3 separate regions of the Mus musculus genome follow, and all the other regions are linked to region 3. Evidence: chromatin contacts called from public Hi-C and promoter capture Hi-C data. All regions are on one chromosome and are shown on one strand. The core of a region is the stretch at or near the end of the contact, and the rest is flanking DNA. Distances in the headings are between cores, read along the strand shown.

Region 1 (3,965 bases), core at 1,452-3,951, 1.9 Mb after region 3:
AGCCAGGGACAAGCGTCTGCTCTCAAATGCCACAGAGAAAACTGTTATCGCAGCTGCTCTTGTTTAGGTATGTCTGACTGTCTGAACAACATCTGCCTGGAGTTTGTCTCTTAAAGACACAGCTGTGGTCAGTGGGTACAGTCCCTGCTGTGCCTTACTCCCTTCCCATGAGCTGTGTGACTTTGGACATCCAGGTATACTCCTGAAGTGCTGCTCCCTCACGAGGCAAACAAGGTCGGCAGTCCTGACTTTCAGAGGGCACCCAGAAAGATGACGCGAGTCTGGACATTAAATGATTTGTAAGATGTGACGACGCCAAGCTTCAGAGGCCTGCACGTTAACCCCCACTTTCCCCATGGAGAAGACAGGAAACTGCTCAGCCTAGGCCCGTAGCTGGGGGATGGGAGCAAGGTGGGAGTCTGGGCAGATCCTAAAGCCACGCTCCTAACTTTACCTGGTTAAGGATGCTCGCTCCTCAGTAGCCAATATTCTGAGGCTGGCCTGAGCTACATGGCAGAAGTCATACCAGGCTGGCAAGATGCCTCAGCATATAAAGTGCTTGCTGTACAAGGCTGATGACCTGAGTTTGACCTCAGAAAGCATGTAAAAGTGGAAGAATCACCTAGCCCATGAGGTTGTCCTGACTTCCATATGCAGACTGAAGCATGTTCTATAGGCTGAGGGAGTGGTCTTTGCTGCCTATGGCTTACATCTCTGGGGGTTTTGGTATGTTTGTTGTTTTCCCCCCTCTGCCCAGAACACTACAATCTACTTTATCTCTTGGGACCGGTTCCATTCCTAAAGCAGACAAGCTTCTTATCGGGAGCTAAACAGCCGGGTAGTAAATATGCATTGGTTTGTACGCAAAGACAGAGGAACAAGGCTAGAAAGGTCATCAGATCTTCTGGTATTTGCAAAGCTAAAGGAAGATAGATTGTTTAGCAGTTACCATTTTAACCAGTTAGGCGGGGCATCTAGAATTTGCCAGGCCAAAAGGGAAGTAGAAAGTAATGGAAGAGGACACTCCCATAGGAGAGGCTCCGGTCACACCAAGTCTCAACAAAATCTGATTTGTCCTAAGGGTTAATCATTAGCATAATGGTTAAGAAGGGTTCTGGGGTTAGATACCGCACTATTAGAATCTTAGCTTTGTGGCTTTAGCCGAATAGCGTAACTTCCTTGAGCCTTGGTGTTCTCATCTTAAAAGCAGAGCTAATTCCCTGATGACTGGTGTAAGGATTTCATAATCGTAGACCCGCGCCTTCCGGTGGCTCACCTCTGCTTTCTCATCTTTCTATTTAACTCCAGGCTCATCTGGGCTGCTCCTGCATCAATGTGGCCACATGGGGCTGCAAAGATCTCAAACTTACTTTATGCAGGGAAAGCTGCTTGCTCCCCCTGGTCCCTCCAGGGCTGTGTCTGATGAAGAGACAGCTCTGCTCCCATATGTAAATAGAGAGACAGGTACAGACCTGGGTTTACATAGTGGTGGCAACGACAAACTGTCAGTAATTGTCATGAGCAAAAGGACATCCTGGTCTCTAAGGGCTGCACCTTTGAGTGTAAGAGATAAGATCAGCTGTGAGGAAATGATTGTACCTTCTAAGGTCACAATGTCTAGATAGGGAATCAGACACAGAATGAGCTGGTTCCTCAAACACCGGAGCAGAATCCCATTGGATGGGCTCATTTTCTGCTTTCCCTTTTCCTTAGACTGGTGGTTGTGTAGATGTGTGTGTATACACATATATACTTGTATACATGTATATTGCCTTGAAAAAGTAGTATTTGTAAAGCAGTTAGCATAGTGCCTGCTGCATGTGCTGTTCTTATTTAATTATAAAAACATGTAGAAAACGATGCTCAGGGAAAATGAGTCTTGTTCTGCATTAGGGGAAATCTGAGTTAGACCAAAACAACATTCCATACACTCTTGGAGTTCCCTAATTCTTCCTCGGATAGTGAGATCTTTGAGTCAAGCCCACCTGTCTCCACCCAGCATCACACCTGTGGGGGCTGAGGTCCCATTCACTGCTTCGAGACAAAGGCTGCCCTTTGCTAATTATTATTTCTGATGGGTTGTCATCACCACCACTAAATATCTGTCTGGCTTTGCGGAGGAGCCGCTTCCAGCAGGGAACAGGATGAGAGGAGGCGGGTGGGCAGGAGAAATACTCCTTCATACATAACATTGAGTGTACTTAGCACGAAGAAGTTAAGTCCGGAGACCCGCAGTCACCTCTTAGGGACTCACATCACTGCGGAGGTCCGCATTCCAGGCAGCCGAACACAGTCGACCGTTCTCCGAAGAGCCAACGCCTGGTTTGTCCAGCGGGGATCGCGGTGCTGGCGGTGCCTTGAACGGCCTTTCCAGTAGCAGCCGCCGCAAGCGCCAAGCAAATCCACCTCTGGCCCCGCCCGTCCAATCCGTCTTGTACCGAAGGCGACGCTCCTAGGAAGAAGCTCTCCGCTGGAAGGGGAAATCCGGGCTTTAAGGGTTCCCGACAGGTGTCTGAGAGAGAGGGCGGAGTCGCGATAGGAGAGATGGAGAGGGAGGGGCGGCGCTGCCCCTTTAAGAGGCGGCGGCCGAGCGGGGACCTTTTCTCTTTCCCCGGAAGGAAAGCGGAGCCCGGACTGGGCGCGCAAGGTGGGGAGGTGCGGGGCTGGGCGGTGGGGAGGCGGGGCGCGCTGGGGAGGATCCCTCCCTCCTGCCCTCCTGGTGATCGAGGGCTTGCCGTTCTAAATCCTCCACCTAGCCGAGGTCCAAAGAGCTAACACCTCCAAGGGGGCGCGGCCGGGACCATCTAGGGTGTGGGGTGCTCGGAGCTCGGAACGGTGACCCGTCCACCGAACCAACGTGAGAGTAGATCCACGGATCTGGAAAACGGATTGGAAAAGCACCCGGAGCAGACGTGAAAGTGACCCGGACTAGGGTAAAAAATTGCCTGACTACCGGTGCAGCGGCTCTGCGGGCTCGGGTGTCCTCTGGTGGCGCCTGGAGCAGGTGAACCGTTCATCACTCCCGGTGCTGAGCCCTCTAGCGATTTCGCCCGGCCCCTTACGGCCCGGCCCGCAGCCATGGGCCCCGGCCCCTGCCGCGTGCCCCGCGCCCCTGGCTGGCTGCTCCGCGCTCTGGCCTTGATGGTGGCGGCTTGCGGCCGGGTCGCCTTCGCCTTCAACCTGGACACCCGATTCCTGGTGGTGAAGGAGGCGGTGAACCCCGGTAGCCTCTTCGGCTACTCGGTCGCCCTCCATCGGCAGACTGAGCGACAACAGCGCTACCTGTAAGTCAGCCTGGCGGCGGTGAGGTGGGGTGCAGAGAGAGGGGTATGTGCGCGGATACCTGACCTAAGCTAAACTGGAGCCCTGGGCCCGCTGACTTCCAGGCCTGCTGCTGCTGGCCTTTCCTTGTGAGCCAGGATTAAGAGGGCGGGTAAGACGGCAGTTCTCCGATTGTGGGGCTTGGCGGCAAGTGGAGGAAGGGGGTGGGGGGAGGGGGGCAGTAATCATGGCAAGTGCTGACCTGGCCAGAACCTGTCTAGACGCGACCGCTCCACATTTCAGACATCTTCGGAAGTAGGGTCTTTGTTGCCCAGCACCCTGAGAATCCAGTACCTAACATTAGCTTCTTTCCCGGGCTAGGAGAACTCTGTATATTAAACACCTATTACATCGCTCTTCCCCTCCTCCTTGAAGAGAACCGAGAATATATGCGTTCAAATCCCTATTAGCCCTCTCATTTAGCCTGTGGCCAGAGCAGCCACGCCCTCTGCAGAACCAGGCTGGACCACACTTCTCAAGGGCTTGGCATTGCAGAGTGAGGTGATGAAGAGGCTGGGCATTCGGAGCTGTCCAGAGACTTCCTCTTGCCCCTAGAGGAACGGACAGTAGAAGACAGAGGAGGCGCTGTCTTCTACTCTGAGGCCAGAGCCCACCCGGAAGCAGTGGGGGTACTCCCACCAGAC
Region 2 (3,836 bases), core at 1,303-3,802, 1.1 Mb after region 3:
CTCTCTCTCTCTCTCACACACACACACACACACACACACACACACACACAGAGCCTGGAGAATAAGTGTATGTACCTTGGACACAGTCTAGTGTCACCCAGACTTGCAAAAACATTGGATTTCTCAAGAAAGTGAGACAAGCTATTTTTGGATGTCAACTTGACTACATCTGAGATTAACTAAAGTCCAAAAATGGAGGGCATACCCGTGAGGGGCTTTTGCACAATTTGAAGTAGGAAGAGCCACTTCAAGTTCAGATCCTGAGGTAGGAAGTCACACTAGAGTATAGTATATACTCTATATTAATATACATTTATAATATATGATTACTTATATACAGAAATATTTATATTATATGTAATAGTCTATTATAATTAAATATATTCATCCCATAAGTTGCTATCCTATAGAACCCTAGTACAAGGTCACACAGCAAATAGACTGCACGGTACATAGCTCTTCTGTTTGCTTGTGTATAAGAAGTGAAAAGCGGGCTGGTAAGATGGCTCAGTGGTTAAGAGTGCCGACTGTTCTTCCTCAGGTCCCAGCGACTACATGGTGGCTCACAGCCATCCGTAGTGGAATCTGATGCCCTCTTCTGGAGTGTCTGAAGACAGCTACAGTGTACTTACATATAATAAATAAATAATAATAATAAAAAATTGTAAAAAAAAAAAAAAAAAAGAAGTGAAAAGCAGAGCTGTTTGGTTTGGTCTTTTGTCTCAATACATGTTTGGGGGCGGGTAAGTGGTGCCAGGGGACCTCTACAGAGTGGTGATCTGTAGGAAACAAGGTTGCTCAATTCAATACAATTAAGCAGCCAGTGTTGGTTCAAACTTTGCAAGCCTGACCCCAAGTAGTTTATTTGGTGAAAACTTACCTGGTGATAATTAACCCAATCACCTGTGCACAGCACAGCTTAGGACACCACTGCACTGGAACTCTTTGTAAAGTACATGTGACATCTTCCAGAAAGATAGTTTCTATAGACTGAGAAAAACATGCTCACCGATAAGAGTCCAGGGAGGAACTGGTGAGATCTCAGCCTATCAGTCTCAGGTCACAGGCCATTACCCACATCTGCTCCCAGCCTTCTGGGCAGAAGACACGTCATACATCTCTCTCACTAAACAGACATTCCTGTGTAGTTAACATTCCTGGTGTCCCTAGTGCTTATCTGAGCCTCGCACACAGGTTATTTCTTAAACTCTTGTAGAGGACTTATACAATAGCCATCATTATGGGGCCAAGCCTCACTATATTATAATAAACAATACATAGTCCAGAGCATCCTTGAAGCAGCCTCGAGGCACAGATGGATGTCCACTAGGGTAATGCTCCGAAGGTGAACTGCTGAGTCAAAGTGTTGACTGACCTGCAGAAACACATTTAGGGAAAATGAAAGACTAGACAGTGCAGAAGTGGGGATTTTGTTGTTGTTTTGCGGGATATGTGTGTGTGTGCGCGTGGTGTGTTGAATGGTGGGTGTCTGTTGTTAAAATTCTGACTGGGTTTTTCTAAGGATCGGCACACTAGAAGTTTCGGTAGTCCGGCCTTTTGAAGCGCGGGGGGAAGTGCTGAATTGGAAGCGCCAATCTCCCTACAGATAATTTGCATAGCGCGGAGCAGGGGCTGCGGCATCCACGTGCGGCGCACTCTCCAGCATCCCCGTCTGTACCCCAGGTTTCGTCCGGGGTTTGAACGGCTGTGCCACCACGTGCCAGTCCGCGTCCTTCCCCGCTGGGCCAAAGCGTCCTAGCCACAGCCCTCCTGATATAAACGCAGAAAACAAGTAGAAAGCCCAGGCTGCGTGCGCCGAACCTCCTGCCCGGAGTCCGGGACCGGAGCCGGCTTTCTCCGGACTTGGTCCGATCGGACGACCAGCCGCCCTCGAGACTTGGGGTCAAGAGCCGGGACCCTTGGAGGATCACCGGAAGAGGTGACAGACACCTCGGGGCCCATGAACGTTTGGAATTCGTAAGGACATGAGAATCTCGGTGGTTCCGTGTCTGCCCGCCATCGCGGCCACCGGCCACGGGCCCAAGCCAAGTGTAGCGAAGCTTAGAAAAGGTTGCCCAACGTCATGTGGCTTGAGAAGGCTGCCGGGCGCCTTAAGCCGCCAGCAGGTCCCATGGTGTAATGGTTAGCACTCTGGACTTTGAATCCAGCGATCCGAGTTCAAATCTCGGTGGGACCTCACTGAACCTTTTTTTGGCCTTAGAATCCCTGTTTTGGGGCCTGCAGGAAGTAGCAACCAACCCGAGCCTCCGCAGGGAATGCACTGACCTGTAGAATGGACGTTCAGCTTCCCTCCCTGTGTCTCAACACGATTACATTTCAGGAACAGCCTGGGCTGGGAGGCACTGCGCACGCGCGCCGAGTCGGGCGGAAAAATAAACGAGTTGATGGAAGACTGAACATAACTTTACCCAGGAGGGAAAACGAAAGAACCCGAAGGATCCCGAGGCTTTCCTGTCTGAGTACCGCTGCACACACCGCGCCTCGGAGTCCCCGCCCCCTACCCTCTGATTGGCTGCTGTGCAGAACGCGCGGTAGGATTGCTTTGTGAGCCGCGAATGAAGTGGCCGGACGGGGCCGGGGGGCGGGTAAGTGGTGCCAGGGGACCTCTGATTGGGTACAAGAGAGCGATTCCCCGAGGCTTGTGCGTTTAGGGGTCATAAACCCGTGTTTTGGTTCTGCATTGCTCACCCAGCGAGGTTGTGTTTCAATTAGACAACAGTCACTTAGTCAGGCTGGCAGGCGATCAGTACAGTTTCTCACCGTCCATGAGGTGTTTCTCCGAGAGAAGGGCAGGAATCGCTAAGGATTTCTTTAGCTGCATCGCGCCGCGGGTGGAAAATATGTACAGGGAGTATTGTATCTTCTTTGGATTAAGATCTGGGATTTGTGTTCGTCCCTGTGGGATAAATGACGAGGGAGCCTGCTGACGCATTATGGTCTCCCTACAGAGTGATTGGCACGGTGGCTATAGGTTCTCACCCTTGGGAGGATGCCATGGAAACCAAAAGGAGCCTCTCCCGACTCTCCGATTAATTCTCTAAGCATGCCTCTTGCAGACACAACCCACGCACTCTTTAAAACATCTGAATGGATCAGTTTGAATGAACCATCGCAACCTCAAAAAGATCAAGACGTGAGAGGAGGCACACTTGCGCTACCAGAAAATAAAGATGCTTGTTAACTGTACATTAAAGAAATTAAGATAATGTCTGGATGGATAAACATACCGATGGAACAGAATAGGGAAGCAAGATGCAGCCTCACCTTTATGCATAGTTTATAATAACAAAGGTGTCACAAATTTAAATAATAATAAAAGGTAGCACAACAGAGTTAGGGGAAAGGACCTACTTGACATCCTGCTGTGTGCTTGCTTATAGGGAAAGAATATGAAATCGGATTCTTGTTAACACTAAACACAGCAGAAAGTCCCAAGAGAATTGTTGACCTGAAAGTGACAGAAGCGGTGAGCTTGGCTGACGACATAGGGGAATGCCTACACCTCAGTTTAAACAAAGCCCGAATAAAACGCACAGACGAGGACTGTGCTACTCCAAGTACCATCAGAAGAGTGAAAATATCTGGGCCTGTTGCTCAATGGTGAACTGCAAGGCACTCAGGGCCTGGCATACTAAGAGAAAAGGTAAGCCACAGACTAGGGATATGCATGTGTAATGCATAAATAGCAAATAAATCTAAATAAATTCTCAAAGCCTGTAAGAAAACTGCCTGCCGAAAAATAGCAAAACCTGTGCTAGGGGCATAGCTCAGCAGGTAAAGAGCTTGCATGCAACCATGCTGGACCTGAGCTCCAT
Region 3 (4,314 bases), core at 1,639-4,138:
AGCGAGAAAGCGAGAAAGCGGTGTAGCTCTGTGAAATGCCATTGTGCAAGACACTGCTTACTGAGTTGGGCCTGTCTCCAGAAAAGAACACTACTACAAAGTCGGAGGATGGCGAACGAAGCCCCAGGAAGAAAATGCAGAGCCAGTTCGGAAAAACAACAAAAGGAAGCGAAGTGTCTCCAGGGCTCGGTCCTTATGCATGGAAGGCTCGCTTTGTGGTTTAGCCACCAAATCCCACTTAGCAGAAAAGCAAAACACAAGCCTACTTGTTAACTTCCAGACAAAAGGAAAATACAGAGAAGGAGTCAACAGCAAACTTCCCTAGACTGTTGCCTGGGAAGAGAGCGGCAGTTGGACTCCGGCTCTTTTTCCTTCCCCATCTGGTTTGGCTTAGTTTCTATGGAGCTGCGGCTGGAGTCCAGTGCCTGGTGCACGGGATGCCAGCGCTCTGCCACTGGGCCACCCCCCCCACCCCACCCCCAGCCCTTAATAAAGCCTTTCTTTGGAGATAAATTCTTGCTCAGCTGCCCAGGCTGGCCTCAAACTCATAATCCTCCTGCCTCAGCCTCTTAGGTAGCTGACTAGCAGACACATTCCACCACACCTGCCACTCCCCCCCCCCCCCAAGGTCTTAAACAAACAGAAACACCCACCAGGAATGTAGATTTGTAGCTACACAATGTCACAATATAAAGAATTGGAAACACTGTGTCTAAAAGATGGGCCCTCACTACCTTCAGGGGTGGGGCAGGTGCATCAGGTTGCTGTTTGAGCATCTCATCGATTTCTAGCTACTTGGCTTCAGCAGCATCTCACCGCTCCAAGGGCCCAGATGCATCAGCTGTTACTGGCCACCTTCCCTCTTCCTAAACACCTGTTCCACTGCCCATCTGGCAAATACCCTTTAAGACAATCTTCAAGGGCTGGAGAGATGGCTCAGGGGTTAAGAGCACTGCCTGCTCTTCCAGAGGTCCTGAGTTCAATTCCCAGCAACCACATGGTGGCTCACAACCGTTTGTAACAGGGATCCAATACCCTCTTCTGCTGTGTCTGAAGACAGCGACAGTGTACTCATTTATATAAGATAAAAAAATGTTTAAGACCGACCATCTCCAGTCGGCTCCCACAAGGAAGCCTTTCTGCACTGATTGGCCCCCTTCGGTTCAGTTTTCCTTTGCCTAACAGGACCATGCTAACCACCTGCGACTCTCTCTGGCTCACAGACCTGCCAGTGTGGCCAGGAATCATGCTATGGCCTTCACTTTGGTACTGTAAGACCTGGCTCAATGCCTAGCCTAAAGGCAGTCTCTGGTAAATGTTTATTGAATGGATAGGCTATATAAATACACATCTCATGGTTGTTGTGTGGTTTTGTTTTTTGGTTTTGGAGGTTTTTTTGTTTTGTTTTGTTTTGGTTGGTTGGTTGGTTTTTCGTTTTTTTGTTTGTTTGTTTGTTTTTCCTTTTTAAGGCTGTGCAGCTGGTATTAATCCCATGATCCTTTCCCTCTGCCTCCCAAGGGCTGGAGTCCCAGCTGTGTGGCGCCACACCCAGCTCATGATCCTGTCTTGGAAGTCTCAGTACCTAGGAAGCTCTTGCTCCAAAGAAAGAGCAGCCCCGGGAATAGAAAAAGAGAGTGGACCTTATAAGGGATGCTGATGACTAACTACTACAGTCCACTGCAAGAGCCAGACGACTCTCCCCATCCTGCTCATGGGAGAAAACGACAATGCACCAAAAATTCTAGGCTAGCCTCACGTTTACTATGTAGCCAAGGCTGGCCTTAGTCTAAGTGCTGAGACAACCGGCAGGCATGCACCACTTTTCTCAGCAAGCTTCCTTCCTCTTGCTTCTGTGCAGCAGATTGCGCTGGCTCAAGCTGTAGACAGAGGATAATGAGTTCCCACTGCAGACACCAAGGCAGGCCAAGAAGGTCTCTTACCTGGCACAGTGCTGGGTGCCTGTCTACATGGCTCTTGGGGCTCCCACTCCGGATACTGGTAGACACCAGGGCTACAGAGTCATCTTCCACCACGGGCTGCCCCAGGCAGATCAAAGCTGGAAGAAGCGTTGTGAGGATTTCCTACTTCTCTCTCAGCCAGACATCCACCACGTGAAGTCAGCGTGCAGGCGCCGCACCTGTTCCCTGTATCCTTGGCTGGCTATTGCCAAAAACTATGCCTCCCACTACCTAGAAAGGAACAACAAAGAAATAAAAACAGCAACAACAACAAGAAGAAATATGAAAAGGAGGAAATAACCAAGTTGAAAGAGGTTTAGGAAAGGGACAGCCCTTCCATCTGTTAGAGCAGTGGCTAGTAGTAACTCCACTGCATTGGGTATAGGATGCCCTGAGCCCAGCCCAACCCTTAGGAAAGGGTTACAAGTTAGAAGGGAAGACCATTCTGCTCTGGGGTAGCCTGATTCCAATTTCTGTCTTCTTTCTATTCAGCTGACTCCCTTCTCGCCTCAGAGTCTCCTTCCTGACCCCAGAGTGCTTCCCCAGTCCCCAGAGTATCAGCCCACCACCACGACCCTCAGCACCTGCCCTGCGGTTTACAAGGCAGTTTCAGTCTCTCCTTACTCTCAAGCCACAATCTTCTCCCTCAGTCTCTCCCTGTGTCCCTAACACCTTTGCTTCCGAGTCCGGCCCCCAAACCATGTTTTCTTGCCCAGTCTTCCAACCTCCGCTGCGCCAGGAGGGGATCCCTGCCCTACGTTCTTCTTCAGTAGCCCGCCACTGGCCGGCCACTTACTGCGGACCTCTCCTCTCCAGCCCCGAGACTTCGCCCCGCCCTCGCCTTGGCTGCTGTCCCTATACCTTTAACAAACCTCCACGTGCTTCTTAAACGGCGGTGACAGCATTTCCTTGTCTCTCTGCTCCCGCCCCTGGAGGCGCTGCCCATTGGCTGCTGGGTTCCTTCATTCCCGCTCTAATTGGTCTCGCTCCAGGTAACTCAAACCAATAAGCTCTCCAGGTATGGATCCCTGCTCTGGTCCTGGACAGCTATTGGTTGATCCTAGGCACCTTGGTTCCGAGAACTTAGGACTTACTAGCTTGTCTGGGGCTCTAGTAAATTCTTCCTTCCCAGGCTAGACACACAGGCTGAGCAATTGGTTCCGAACCCAGGGCCAGGCGACGCTGGGTCACGTGGCCGACTGCTTACATGACGTGCGGGCTGCTGAGCGTCACTGTGACGTTCAGGAGACCTGCGAAGTGGACGGGCTACCTCCGTCACCTGTGCTGTCGGGGTGCAGTCATGGACCTGGGACCAATGCGCAAGAGTTACCGCGGGGATCGAGAGGTGCTGCCGCTGCCGCCGGGACACGGAAAGGGGGTGTCCCTAAATTAGCAAAGGGTTGGAGGAGCGCCTTGTGCTTTCAGGGGCCACTTACAAGGCAACGGGATTTAGGGGTCACCCTGATGGGAGAAGAGGGTTTCAGAGACAGCTACTGGGGAGGGCCTCAGGGGAACCGTGGATTAACGTGTACTCATAGACCCCTTGACATCAGAACCCACCTGTGTTGGAACCCAGCCCTTTTCTGACTGTCTCGCTGTGGACAATTTATGCTCTTTGGGCCTCAGTTTATCCACCTGTAAAGTGGTGATACCTACTTCACAAGGATGCTGTGGGTTTGGGGGTTTTCTCATTTTTTACATTTTTATACATTTAGAGTGTACATGTGTTTATACATGTATGACAGGCGACAACTTTCAGGAGTTTTTTGGTTTTTGTTTTTGTTTTTTTTTTTTTCCCACCATGTCGTAGGTCACCAGGAATGAACTCAGGTTGTCAGGTTTCGTGGTAGATGTCTTTACCAGTCTATATTTAGGCATTTGTAAAATGCTTAAAACAGTCATAAACGTGATATAAATTTATAAAGGAGCGGAAGCTGGGCTTGTAGCTGAGTGTTGTGGAGTCTTGCCTGGTGTGTATGAGGGTTCTGGGTTCCACCTTTGGCACCAAATGAACTAGGCACAGTGGATCCAGAGTTCAGGGTCCGGCTACACAGTGAGTTCAAGGCTAACCTGGAAGCTCTTCGTTTTAACCTCCCTCATCATGATCTTCTCCCCACTCAGGTCAGGGACCAAGAGATCAGTTCTGGGATTGGGATCCAGAGCTACAGTGGCCAAGTGTGCTTATCCGTGAACATCTGCAGGAGTGCTTGACTGAGATGTAGGCTCTTGTGAAACCTTAGAACTACTTCATGAAAAAGAATGAGGTGACCCACAGGAACTTCAGCACACTCCAGCCCTGGTTCATCCCTTCCTCCTTAGGAGACTCAGGGACTTACTGGGCCGTTTTATGCCTGTT

What was found. Promoter capture Hi-C pulls out the DNA fragments that hold promoters and counts their contacts. A called contact is a pair of places that touch in the nucleus more often than the background predicts.
Region 1: a promoter capture Hi-C map of liver shows a contact between it and region 3, with 4 times the contacts expected there. The contact joins the promoter of Itga3 here to the promoter of D030028A08Rik in region 3. A contact is called at or near these places in 2 of 39 promoter capture datasets (hippocampal neurons and liver).
Region 2: a contact with region 3 is called in a Hi-C map of B cells, with 9 read pairs. The contact joins the promoter of 4833417C18Rik here to the promoter of D030028A08Rik in region 3. A contact is called at or near these places in 2 of 39 promoter capture datasets (hippocampal neurons and liver), 1 of 484 Hi-C or Micro-C datasets (B cells), 1 of 115 datasets of contacts at active chromatin or transcription factors (embryonic stem cells) and 1 of 9 other capture datasets (macrophages).

What each region holds. Positions count from the first base shown.
Region 1 is chr11:95,075,450-95,079,414 of GRCm38.p6, reverse strand. It overlaps Itga3 (integrin alpha 3), which reads left to right and starts at 2,701. Exons shown (of 26, transcript NM_013565.3): 1 at 2,701-3,284. The coding sequence starts at 3,079.
Region 2 is chr11:95,857,533-95,861,368 of GRCm38.p6, reverse strand. It overlaps 4833417C18Rik (RIKEN cDNA 4833417C18 gene), which reads right to left and starts at 2,552. Exons shown (of 2, transcript NR_045187.1): 1 at 2,287-2,552; 2 at 323-1,375. Gm38959 (a long non-coding RNA gene) reads left to right here and starts at 2,918. Exons shown (of 3, transcript XR_880173.3): 1 at 2,918-3,664. n-TQttg6 (a tRNA gene) reads left to right here and starts at 2,126; the gene lies at 2,126-2,197.
Region 3 is chr11:96,942,720-96,947,033 of GRCm38.p6, reverse strand. It overlaps D030028A08Rik (RIKEN cDNA D030028A08 gene), which reads right to left and starts at 2,888. Exons shown (of 6, transcript NR_003293.3): 1 at 2,820-2,888; 2 at 1,941-2,189. Pnpo (pyridoxine 5'-phosphate oxidase) reads left to right here and starts at 3,015. Exons shown (of 7, transcript NM_134021.2): 1 at 3,015-3,303. The coding sequence starts at 3,166.